Linked DNA regions of Mus musculus: regions 1, 2 and 3 are each linked to region 4. Evidence: chromatin contacts called from public Hi-C and promoter capture Hi-C data. All regions are on one chromosome and are shown on one strand. Each heading gives the region's core, a stretch centred on a gene start, on an enhancer-like site or on the middle of the called end of the contact. The rest is flanking DNA. Distances are from core to core; before and after follow the strand shown.

What was found. Promoter capture Hi-C pulls out the DNA fragments that hold promoters and counts their contacts. A called contact is a pair of places that touch in the nucleus more often than the background predicts.
Region 1: a Hi-C map of Th1 cells shows a contact between it and region 4, with 2.5 times the contacts expected there. The contact joins the enhancer-like site here to the promoter of Mab21l1 in region 4. A contact is called at or near these places in 5 of 39 promoter capture datasets (the 3T3-L1 cell line, cranial neural crest, embryonic stem cells and 2 more), 1 of 484 Hi-C or Micro-C datasets (Th1 cells) and 4 of 115 datasets of contacts at active chromatin or transcription factors (craniofacial prominence, embryonic hindbrain, embryonic limb bud and 1 more).
Region 2: a contact with region 4 is called in a promoter capture Hi-C map of second pharyngeal arch cranial neural crest, with 5 times the contacts expected there. The contact joins the enhancer-like site here to the promoter of Mab21l1 in region 4. A contact is called at or near these places in 8 of 39 promoter capture datasets (the 3T3-L1 cell line, 3T3-L1-derived adipocytes, cranial neural crest and 5 more), 2 of 15 datasets of contacts at CTCF or cohesin (both in the NIH/3T3 cell line), 2 of 484 Hi-C or Micro-C datasets (brain and cerebellar granule neurons), 8 of 115 datasets of contacts at active chromatin or transcription factors (the NIH/3T3 cell line, craniofacial prominence, embryonic hindbrain and 5 more) and 1 of 9 other capture datasets (adipose tissue).
Region 3: a promoter capture Hi-C map of maxillary cranial neural crest shows a contact between it and region 4, with 5 times the contacts expected there. The contact joins the enhancer-like site here to the promoter of Mab21l1 in region 4. A contact is called at or near these places in 8 of 39 promoter capture datasets (the 3T3-L1 cell line, 3T3-L1-derived adipocytes, cranial neural crest and 5 more), 1 of 15 datasets of contacts at CTCF or cohesin (the NIH/3T3 cell line), 1 of 484 Hi-C or Micro-C datasets (Th1 cells), 7 of 115 datasets of contacts at active chromatin or transcription factors (craniofacial prominence, embryonic forebrain, embryonic hindbrain and 4 more) and 1 of 9 other capture datasets (embryonic stem cells).

Annotation. Positions count from the first base shown.
Region 1 is chr3:55,418,078-55,420,777 of GRCm38.p6, forward strand. All of the region lies in intron 4 of Dclk1 (doublecortin-like kinase 1), which reads left to right. Among named protein-coding and RNA genes, the nearest start is that of Gm9831, 16 kb to the left of the region's middle. Within about 2 kb of position 1,359, at least 16 of the 459 cell types and tissues checked have an H3K27ac peak or open chromatin away from gene starts, as enhancers often do. A contact at or near this core is called in Th1 cells, where this site is marked.
Region 2 is chr3:55,472,079-55,474,812 of GRCm38.p6, forward strand. The region is part of intron 6 of Dclk1 (doublecortin-like kinase 1); the gene reads left to right. Gm31443 (a long non-coding RNA gene) reads right to left here. Exons shown (of 2, transcript XR_003954477.1): 2 at 1-2,734. Among named protein-coding and RNA genes, the nearest start is that of Gm31443, 9.7 kb to the right of the region's middle. Within about 2 kb of position 1,338, at least 6 of the 459 cell types and tissues checked have an H3K27ac peak or open chromatin away from gene starts, as enhancers often do. A contact at or near this core is called in second pharyngeal arch cranial neural crest, where this site is marked.
Region 3 is chr3:55,350,624-55,353,323 of GRCm38.p6, forward strand. The region is part of intron 3 of Dclk1 (doublecortin-like kinase 1); the gene reads left to right. Among named protein-coding and RNA genes, the nearest start is that of Gm25132, 47 kb to the left of the region's middle. Within about 2 kb of position 1,313, at least 70 of the 459 cell types and tissues checked have an H3K27ac peak or open chromatin away from gene starts, as enhancers often do. A contact at or near this core is called in embryonic forebrain, where this site is marked.
Region 4 is chr3:55,781,076-55,783,775 of GRCm38.p6, forward strand. Mab21l1 (mab-21-like 1) reads left to right here and starts at 1,435. Exons shown (of 1, transcript NM_010750.3): 1 at 1,435-2,700. The coding sequence starts at 1,919. The region is part of intron 41 of Nbea (neurobeachin); the gene reads right to left.

The DNA of each region.
Region 1 (2,700 bases), core at 109-2,608, 360 kb before region 4:
AAGCATAGTGATAATTTATAAAATCTTACTAACTACTTGTTCTGATGTCCCCTGCTTATATGCAGGTGTGCTCTATTCTCTTGTTTTACAGACGATCTTTTAATAAATAAAATATTTTTTCATCACAGTAACGATACTGGAGGTGTTGGGAAGGGTCCTAGGCTGACTCATGGCTCACCTGTTTAACTCACACTGAGCCTGGATCCCAGAGCCATGCCCTTGAATCTGGTGGTAAGAGGGGATGTACTGATGACTGAGACAATGGAACTTTAGTGATACGGAGTAGCTCTCTTCAAAGTGTCCCAGCCTCTGATGTCACCATCACCTTTTTGGGCTGCTTTAAGTCCTAAGGACTCCTCCCCACTGTTGTTAAACCAGTGCCAACCTGCCTTTCTCACAGCCACGGTTGTTTCCCTCTCTGGATAAGGAATCTTATTTATTCATCTTGTTTATTCCTCAGAGACAACTGAGCAAGGACAGGATATCAGTATCTTTCCCCTGCAGTTTCCGGGTCACGTTTTCATTCTTTATTGATAACTCCCCTTATCAGTGTCAAGACCAATTTGAAGCAAACTGGCACTAGCCGACCTAGGTTGTTCTCAACCTTGGTCAGAGAAGCTTCATTTTAGCAGTGGACAGCTGTCAGTAGGAGAGATACATGACTGATCAAAGTGGGAGAAGAAGGCACTGAGGTCTCAGCCCTAAATGGGACATCTATATTTAACCCACCGCCCTACACCTCTAAGACTCAGGGAACAAGTACAGAAAAAATGAAAATGCTGGAGGATGGGGAGGAGCACTATCCTCTGGGCGCAATGAGTCTATTGCCCGGCTTGGTTTCACATCGCCTATGGTAGCTAAGATCGAGTCAGCCAAAGCCAGGTGTAGCCAGTTTTGATCTCCAGGCCCCTCCCTATACTGAGATGCTGCTGGCAGTGGACAGTGCAAGGGGTAGGGAGAATCATTCTTTACTAAGTACAAACACTGGTAGCTTCACCATGCTCCAGTGGATGGCCCCACACCACGCACATGTGTGCAGCACTAGCTAGGCTAAAGGACATGACATTGGGAGCAGGGAATTATGGGAGAATGTGGGAGGAGATCGAGTGGGAAAATCAGGATAGGCAAGATTGTATTTCATTGTGTTCATGGATGAAATTTTCAGAAAGAAAAGAACATTATATTATTATTATTATTATTATTATTATTACTACTACTACTACTACAAAATGTGCCTCCTCACCTCCTCCACCTTGACTTTCGTACTCTATTTCCCAGAACACACTTCCTGGCACTTCAAATCCCCCTTCTTTGTCTGACTCTTTTGTTCTGAGAGGCAGGAGGGATGGAAACAGAAGAGCTATAACCACAAGTCTCCACCCAGCCAGCATTTAACCCTTTGCTAACCCAGCCCTTTCTCTTACCAGAACAACAAAGGCTAATCATCAACAGAAGCCCCCCCCCCCCTTTTTGAGACTTAGAAGGTTTCCCTACTAAAACCACTACTTCGTGAAGCCTTGCTGCTACTAAAAATGTCCTGTGGTATTTTGAGCCACTTGAAACGCTGTTTGATGTATATTTAGATTGGAGTATCCTTAGTGATGAAATACTCTGCTCCTCTGTGGCCTGTATGCATTCAGCTTTGAGCTCCTGAGAAACAAATGAAACTCAGGGCTTTTGTAGGGATTTATACCTACCAGGGAACATATTAAGATATATTTTAAGGCCCCTTTTGATGTCCAAACTACTGGAAAGAAACCAGCCACATGAATAAGTCCTAAGATCAAATACTCTATCAGATATAATTCACTAACTTTCACAGAACTGATATTGTGGGCTCTGTCTGCCTATGAATTTGTGAGCTGTTTGGTTTGGGGCAAATAGATCAGCAGTGGACTTATATTTTGAATAGAAATTATGTGTTCTGTGGTGTTTAGTAGTTTGTTATAAGGTACATTTCACTTTTTCTCCTGAGATCTTATTCTAAAACTGCTTTGAGAGGAGTAGAAAGTTTCCATTCTGAAGTCTGTGTGTGTGTGTGTGTGTGTGTGCACATGTGTAGAATGGTGGTTGTTTGTTTGTATGTGTAAATGTGTAATATATATATATATATACATATATATATACATACATACATATAGTATGTGTATATACATATATATATACATATATATATAAAGAATATGTGTTGGATACATGTTGGATGTATGTATATGTATGTAAAAGATCTGTATTGAGTTGTATTGCATGTGTATGTATGTATATGTGAGTTGTATATGTTTTGTGTATATGTTGTATGTATGTATGTATGTGTTTTTAGGGTGTGTATGCATTGTGTGCATGTATATAATATGTGTATGAGTTGCATATGTTTGTGTATTGTCTGATATGTGGTATGTTTATGTGTATTTTGTGTGTAGGGTGATATGTGGATTATGTATTTGGTCTGTGTGTGTAACTTCCAGCATTTTAGGTTGAAATCAGTCTGACTGCATTCACTACAATATCCTGTTACTTAGAACATATTAACGACTGTTTGGCTGACATGAGCCATATGGCACCAAAATGGCTCTTTATTATTAACTTAGACATTCATGAAGTAGATGGATGAAATAGGAGGAAATGGGGTAAAGATTTTTTAAGGGCCAAGAAGAAACCTATTAAATCCCAAATAATAGAGAAAACAACTGTTTTGAGACT
Region 2 (2,734 bases), core at 88-2,587, 310 kb before region 4:
ATGTAGCAGAGATTAAATGAAGTAGGTTCCTGGGAGAGCCACAAGCTCTCCTCCTTAAAGACTACAAACTTGGCCTAAGGAGTAACTTTCTACAAGAATGACTCTAACCCTTGGGGTACGGAGTTGACTCCCTTAGCCCCCTCCAAACTATGAGTTTGTGTGAGTAGCTCATGGACAGGGGCTTTGGCTGTACAGTGTAATGGGCTCTGGACAGGTGTAGAGATCTTTGCCTAAGCATTTTAAGCAGAGGCAAAGGAGATGACTTGGTATATCCAAGATTGAACTGTAAACACATTCTTTCACTTTTGAAATCTTAGCTCCCATGGTCTTTCTAGCAAATATATAATCTAAGATCTACATTTTCATGTGTTCCTCCTATCAGCAGACCAATTCCCGAGTAATAATTCCTCAGCCTTTTAAATAGCTTGACTGAATCTTTATGGATTTTTAAATATCCTTAGTCATTAATTTGATTGTGTATTTCATAGTTTATTTAAGCTGAACCCCACTATCAAGAATGTAGACAGAGCCTGTCTTATTTCCAAGAGTGCGCCACTATTATTCTTTGCCAATTGGTGCCTCAGCCTTCTCTCTTTAACCACTCAGGGAGTAAATAAATGCATGGTTTTTCTATATCTCATGAACTCATACTAGTCTCCAATGTCCCACATGGACAGTAGTGTTTTAAACATCAATACATTGGGTTGTCTTCAAATTCTCTGTAGACCTAACATCAAGATTCCCCAGACAATGGTTAGCCTGTGAAGCATTTATTCCATATATTTCCTTTACAAAGATAATTCAGAAATCGAACAAGGGTGAGCACACTTGGTTTCTTGGTTCTATTCAACCCCTTTCACATCAAAGAATTGTCCGTCAAGGCAGATTGTGGAGATGGTACCATTACCCAGCCAAAGCTTGGTTATGTGACAGATTTGTCTACACTGCTTGAGTCAATTGTATTGATTGGATATTTTCCAAATCTCAATGCAGTGTGGACTCCAGCTGAGTGACAACATTCATTCAGATGGCATCAGTAACTCATAACATTTAAAAATGGACTGTTTCTTTGACCGCATGGCCGTCAGCTACATCTTGGTAAAATGTGGTCAGAGCTGTTAGCTCAGCTTTCTCACTTACTTCAAAAAGTATGCACCGTCTGTCCCCATCTGTTATGTGATCCCAGGCTAAACCACTGTGCATGCGGTGTGTTCTTGCTCTGCAGGGCAGTGCTTTTAGGAAGGTGTTCTGTAAAAGCCTCCAGGTGTCAGCAACCTGCCCAAATGGTTCCCATTAAATCTGCTGGGAGGTGACAACATCTCAAATGTCAAGGCACCTCTCTGAGCAGCTAATTGTGTTAAATTCTAAAATAACCACGTGTTTGGCTCTTATAGGCCCAGATGCCTTCCAGTTAGCAAACTAACTGAAATCGCCATAAAGTCTCACCAGTGTGGACCTTCTACAGAGATTTGTCTGCTTACAATGAAAGTAGGCATAACAACTTCATTTAGAAGCAATCTCATGAATGCCTGTCAGTCAGTATGAAGGACTGGCTGATCTCATTAGGTCAGTTCTAAAGTGCTTGTTACTGTTTTCAAGCCAGACATGCAAATCAGAATCAAAATCTTCCAAGAGAGACAAGTGTGTAAGTATACCTGATCAGGTTATAACAACTACCACAGGGACCCATGCTGATTACTGTAGTGTAACCAGCTTAAACTTACCCACCCCACCCCCACTAGCTTCTACTCTTCTAACTGTTGGCCTGGCTACCTCCTCACCAGTGTACCCCAGATACTTGTTGTTTCTCCTGGCCACATGCTCACGGTATCTTCCCTCATGGCTGCTCCCTCCTTCTCCTCTTCTTTCTTCTTCTCCTCCTCCTGCCTTCTTTCCTCCCTTTTTTCTTTGTCTGTCTCTGTGTCTCTGTCTCTCTCAGTCTGTCTCTCTGTCTGTCTCTCTCTGTCTCTCTCTCTCTCTCTCTCTCTCTCTCTCTCTCTCTCTCTCTCTCTCTCTCTCTTGCTCTCCTCCACATCTCCTACCAGGTAACTCAAAACCCACCTACCTCTAATCTCTCCAGTAATTGGCTATAGCCAATTTTATCTAACCAATAGTATTAAATTAAGGAACAAGGTTTGCACAACAAAAGCTTATAAAAGTGAGAACTCACTTGTAGGCCTAGGCCTTCTGGTAAAGGATTTAGCATTGCAATACACAGCAACAGACCAAACCTCAGCAAATTACTAGAGTAGAGGAAGCAAAAGAAACGGAGTGGGTAATCAAAATCCAAAAAGTAACGGTAGGAGAAAAATGAATATAAAATAAACAAATACCATTGAGGATAGCATTTAACACAAAGAGTCAGTGTTTGGTTGATAAAAATCAACCTATCAAACAGGAAGATGGGTTAACCTCTTAGGCTGGTAAAATGTTAAAATTTGGCACCACAGAGAAGCCGCTGTGATCTTGAAGTGAATCAATTCTTTACTGGGCACAAAGCAGGTTGAAAGCTGATCAGAACACACTCAGCCAGTTACCTTAGTTTTGAGTAACAGGGTTAAAGAGAAGATTGACAGCTTGGATGTATCCCCAGGAGGGGGAAGAATCCCAGATCTTTGTCACATAATGAACAAGAAAATATGGGCATGTGCAAATTGAGAGAGCAGACCCGTTTGTCTCCACAAACCTGAAGTTCTGTCTTGTGGAAATGGATTCCACTGGTTGCCTACAGAGA
Region 3 (2,700 bases), core at 63-2,562, 430 kb before region 4:
GTTAGGCAAATCACGAATTCCTGCTTGCCATTTTTTTCCCTGCTCCCTCCTGGGATTCCAAGCATAAACCACCACGCCTGCTTTATGTGGTATTAGGGATCCAACCCCAGCTTGTGCATGCCAGGGTCAACATTGGAGCCACATCCCGGCTCTGAGTATAACCTTTCTAAGGAAGGGCAATCCTGTTGTACTATTGTGGGTTGCTTGCTAAACTGTTTCTTCCTTGGAATATATTTAAATTTTTCTCTTTTCTTTTTGAGATTGTGATATCTCACAATTACAGAATTTTCCCTTCCAATCCCTCTCTCTGAACTGTAAACCTTCCAATGTACCCTCCCTTGCTCTCCTTCAAATCCATACCCTTTTAACTAGTTGTTATTACATGCATATATCTGCATATATTATGTATATATATATTTCCAAATATAACCTGTACTGTCTGTATAACATTTATATATATATATATATGTATTCATATACTCATTCCTAAATATAACCTGCACTGTCTGTATAACATTAATTTTTATTTTGAGGCAGGTATTGCTTGTAGAGTGAACACCTAAAGGTCTGCCCGTCTGCTAGTTAGCACTGTGTGCCTGCCAGAGGTGGGAAAAAGGAGGGTTGAGACCACAAAGACTCCAGGCCCCTTACAGCCGGTGTCTCTCTAGAACACAAGGCCAAAGCCCTCCCTTGCAGTGACATGAAAAAGGACCTGACAGGAAGTTACCAATGGCCAGTGCCAGGGAAAGTTGTCCCTTTGAGTAACTTCACCTTTGCTAATTGTCAAACGAAGTTTCTACATGTGGAAGAAGGAGGCTTCTTCTGTCGCCTTATGTGCTTCCCGGCCATTGACGCCTGGAACTCATTTGCCACTTCCTCAACGCTTGCTCTCCAGTTCACACTTACAGTGCTTCATTTCTCCATATTTTGTTTTGCACAGAGCACAGGAGCCAGTGTCAGCCTTTCTGAGGGCCTTGCCCATGTCACACCTGCTATTGTTGATCCTCCTAACCTGTGAGTCCCAGCGGAGGGCTAATCGGAGGGCTAATCCCCTTACCAGGGATGCTGTTTCCAGGGAGAAGCTGCTATCTGGTTCTGCACACCTCTAAGAAGAACAGCAGTGGAGCGGGATGAAGGGAAAGGGAAGCCACTGTCAGCCGCGCGCTGCATATGCACAAAGATGCGCAGGTCTCCCTAATTGCTGTTTTTATTTGCAGAGTTTCTATTTTAAGCACACACACTCACATGTGGGTTGACAGGTACCAGCCAGTAATGGCTGTGTCTGTCTGTAGTGCCTGTGAATGCTTGTTTCCATGGTGACGAGAGGCACTGCAGAGACAGGATTATGGTGCTTCTGGGAGCAGGGTGCTGCCACAGGAGGCCTTCTGGGTTCTGGGGTGTGTGTGTTTGCCTCTGTGTGTGTGTGTGTGTGTGTGTGTGTGTGTGTGTGTGTGTGTGTGTGTGTGGTGTGGTGTGTTAGGGTAGCTTGCAGCTGTAAAAACCAAAGGGACAGGGAATGGGGGAGGTAGGAGAGGAAGGCAAAGCTTGAATGTTAGAGAAGTCTAGGGAGGGAGGAGAGCTGGGTCAGGATAATTCTAGAAAATAGAAGAAAAGAACTATGAATAGAAACGAGAAAGGCACACAACAAAACCCCCTCCTCTCTGCCAGATATCCCCCCCTGGGACTCGAAAGGCTTCTGGTGGCAGAACACAGATGACAAAGAAAAAGGATTTGGAAAGCAGAGGTGGTTGGACTTCCTAATTTTCTGGAATTCTAGGGTAATACTGTGCCACCCCCTCGTCCTCCTCAGCGTTGCGGCTGGAGGAGAGACAGAGTGTCTCCCATCCACCTCGAGATGCCGAGGTCTTAGGTCATGTGAGGCTGTTGATTATCCCCCAGGCTCTGTTCAGCTCGGACCCAGGATGAAGACCACCCAGAGCCGGCTCACAACCATGCCGTCTGGTCTGAGGGGATGACTAAACGGTGGCCCAGTTTCGGCTGCCAACGTCTTTCAGAGGCCATGAGAGGACGCCAGCCCGGTTCGGTCTATGCTGTTCTTTGTCAGACTCTTTGATGACTAAAGATGTTTCTGAGCTAAAAGTCAGGCACCTCTCCAAGGGCCATGGACAAAGGGAACCTCCCAAGATGGTTCTGTAGTCACTAGTTACGAACGGTGTTGGCTCCCTGGTTCCGGCCTGGCACTAGTGACACCCAGTCATCGCACATGGAGTTTTCTCACGGAGTAGCTTGTCCTAATGGTGGTGATTGGTGACATTTTATAAACTCAAGGCCCAAGGATGTTGGATAGTAGAGGAGATCGAGTAAGCCAGATGGCTGGAGCCAATGCTGTCGTTTACAGCCCCTAGTTTCCTCTTGAGTGCAAATCCTTCATCTGAACTCTGCTTGTAAAGAACTGTGAAATGCCCAGGAGATGCAGCCTATGTTTGGCTGTTCTTGGTCCATGCAGAGCTCTAGTTTCCGGATATCTGACTCTGTCTTCTGGCATCCATGAGCACTGCAGACATACGGTACACTTAGATCCGTACAGGCAAGCAAGCCTATGAGTAAAATAAAAATAAATATTTACCAATAAAAGATACACAGACACTTTCTTGAGGCAGTGAACTGCATTACACTCTAACAGTGGGTGCACGCCCTACGCTTATGCAGAGCCACAGAATATGCAGTGCTGAAAGAGAA
Region 4 (2,700 bases), core at 185-2,684:
AATCTATCACTCTTGGGTAACAAGAAACGAAATTAGAGCTGGCCCTGTGATGCTTAAAAGGTGGGAGTCTTCAGCAGTAGCCCATTAACAGTGCGTACACAGGTGCTACCATACCCGGGCACTGAAAATTCTCTTAATTTGAAATTAACAGAACTTTGTACTAAAGGCAGAGAACTGAAAACTACGACATAAGCCCTAACTACCCTATCTTTAGTTCATGTGCACTGAGGACTCAACTGGTCATGGTACTGGAAGGAAGAGCGACCTATAAAACCCTCCCTAGGGTTCCAAAATCCAAAAGCTCCTCAGGTTCCAAAAAGAAAAGCTCATTTCTTTGAAATTTCCAAGATGAAACTTAAATAAATAATAAAAATCCCTAACCTGAATGGTTACAAATTATTTTTTTTGGAAGCCATTAGCCATTTTCTCATAATCAAATTATTACATCCCATAAGATTAGGAACCTACTGTTGGTCACCACTGAGGGTTTCTGAGGTGGAAGATCCATCTTTAAGCCTGCAGGGGCAAACAAACTGTAATGGCCACACCTTCCAGTGCCAAGCAAGCTCATCTCTGTGAATTCTCTAGATCCTTCTCTACAAGACAGCTCACTATGAGATGGCACTCAAGCTTTCTCTAAATCTCAGAAAACACCTTCAGGAAGTGTTTCCACTACAGCATACAGCCCTATCTGCTGTCTGGTATTTCAGCACTGGCCAATCTAGCTACAGACAAGGGAAACTGCAAACAGGTGAACTTGTTTTAATTAAAAGGCTCCATTTTTAGTTGGGTAGATATCATCGACTCCGTTGAGCAATACTTCTTAAATTCCTCTCAGCAAATGCAAATGGGGAAAACCTAGGTTAAAAAGAGAAGAGACTCTGCCTAAGGTTTGGAAACATTCTGACTGCGAACACGAACACGAGTGAAGACTAAAGAACTCCCCCAGCTGAAGCCAGCAGTCAGTCAGTAAGCAAAGTTCTAACTTGCACTAAAAAGACCCCAGGGATTAACGGGCATTAATTACCTTACTCTAAATGCAAGTTAGTGACTTTGTTCTAGAAGCCCCTTTGACTTCGCTAATTGGTGGATGACCATTAGTACAACTGGATAGCTCATCAGAGGTGAACAGACAAGTGGGCTTTTCAGCAAAGAGAACCACTTGTCTTCACCAAGTCTTTTCCAAATGTCAATATGCTTCAAGTTATACCAAAGCTGGGAGATTTCATCTTGCTTTTCAACCTGTCTAGGTGGCCTGGGTGGGTTTCTGCCGGCAGCAGTTTCCTACCTTTGGTTTCTATGCTTCTATCCACGAGGGGGGATTAATTAGCCGGGCTGAAGCTGGAGGAGGCTGTCGTGACGAGCCCAGTGGCGATTGGCCGCCCGCCTGCCTGGCCCTGCCTTTATAATTTCCACACGAGTGCATCTGGGCTCTTACACAAACCAACAGCAGCTTCTTCTGACAGACACACACTCACCCCCGACGCACACTCTGCACACTTTTCCTCTACCTGATTAACAGTCCTGCACACACCATGATTACGGGAAAACGTAAATAAATACGGAAAGGGGTGATTATTTTGACTACTGGAAGAGCTTTGCTGGGTCTCAGCATAACTTTTGTTTTTATTACCGAGAAGGTGCTCTCTCCACGCGTCTCTCTCTGACACGGATTCTTTAGCGGAGGGGAGAAAAGGGGAGAGCTCAGCCTTTCACTTTAAGACCCGCTAGTCTCGAGCGGGGGAAAAAAGGCCAGCAGGGCAGGGCGGCCCCCTGCTGCAGCTAGTCCGAGAGAGGCTCGGTGCCTTTTGAGCGTGGTCCCCTTTCTCCACCGAAGTTGGCTCCAGCGCTAGCAGCCGCATTGGATCCCACAGCCTATTGCGAGACTCCGGTGTACAATCCGGATCTCTGCCCCAACATGATCGCGGCCCAGGCCAAGCTGGTCTACCACCTGAATAAGTACTACAACGAGAAATGCCAGGCCAGGAAAGCTGCCATCGCCAAAACCATCCGGGAAGTCTGCAAAGTGGTCTCCGACGTCCTGAAGGAGGTTGAAGTGCAGGAACCGCGTTTCATCAGCTCCCTCAATGAGATGGACAACCGCTACGAGGGCCTGGAGGTTATCTCTCCCACCGAGTTCGAGGTGGTACTCTATCTGAACCAGATGGGGGTGTTTAACTTCGTGGACGACGGCTCCCTGCCTGGCTGTGCGGTGCTGAAACTGAGCGATGGGCGCAAGAGGAGCATGTCCCTCTGGGTGGAATTCATCACCGCCTCTGGCTACCTCTCGGCACGCAAAATCCGTTCCAGGTTTCAGACACTGGTGGCTCAGGCGGTGGACAAGTGTAGCTACAGAGATGTAGTAAAGATGGTGGCTGACACGAGCGAAGTGAAACTGAGAATCCGAGATAGGTATGTGGTGCAGATCACCCCGGCCTTTAAATGCACCGGGATTTGGCCGCGGAGTGCTGCCCACTGGCCGCTTCCCCACATCCCCTGGCCAGGACCCAACCGGGTGGCAGAGGTTAAGGCTGAAGGGTTCAATTTGTTGTCCAAGGAGTGCCACTCCCTGGCCGGCAAGCAGAGTTCGGCTGAGAGCGATGCTTGGGTGCTGCAGTTTGCAGAGGCCGAGAACAGACTGCAGATGGGGGGCTGCAGGAAGAAATGCCTCTCTATCCTGAAAACCCTGCGTGATCGCCA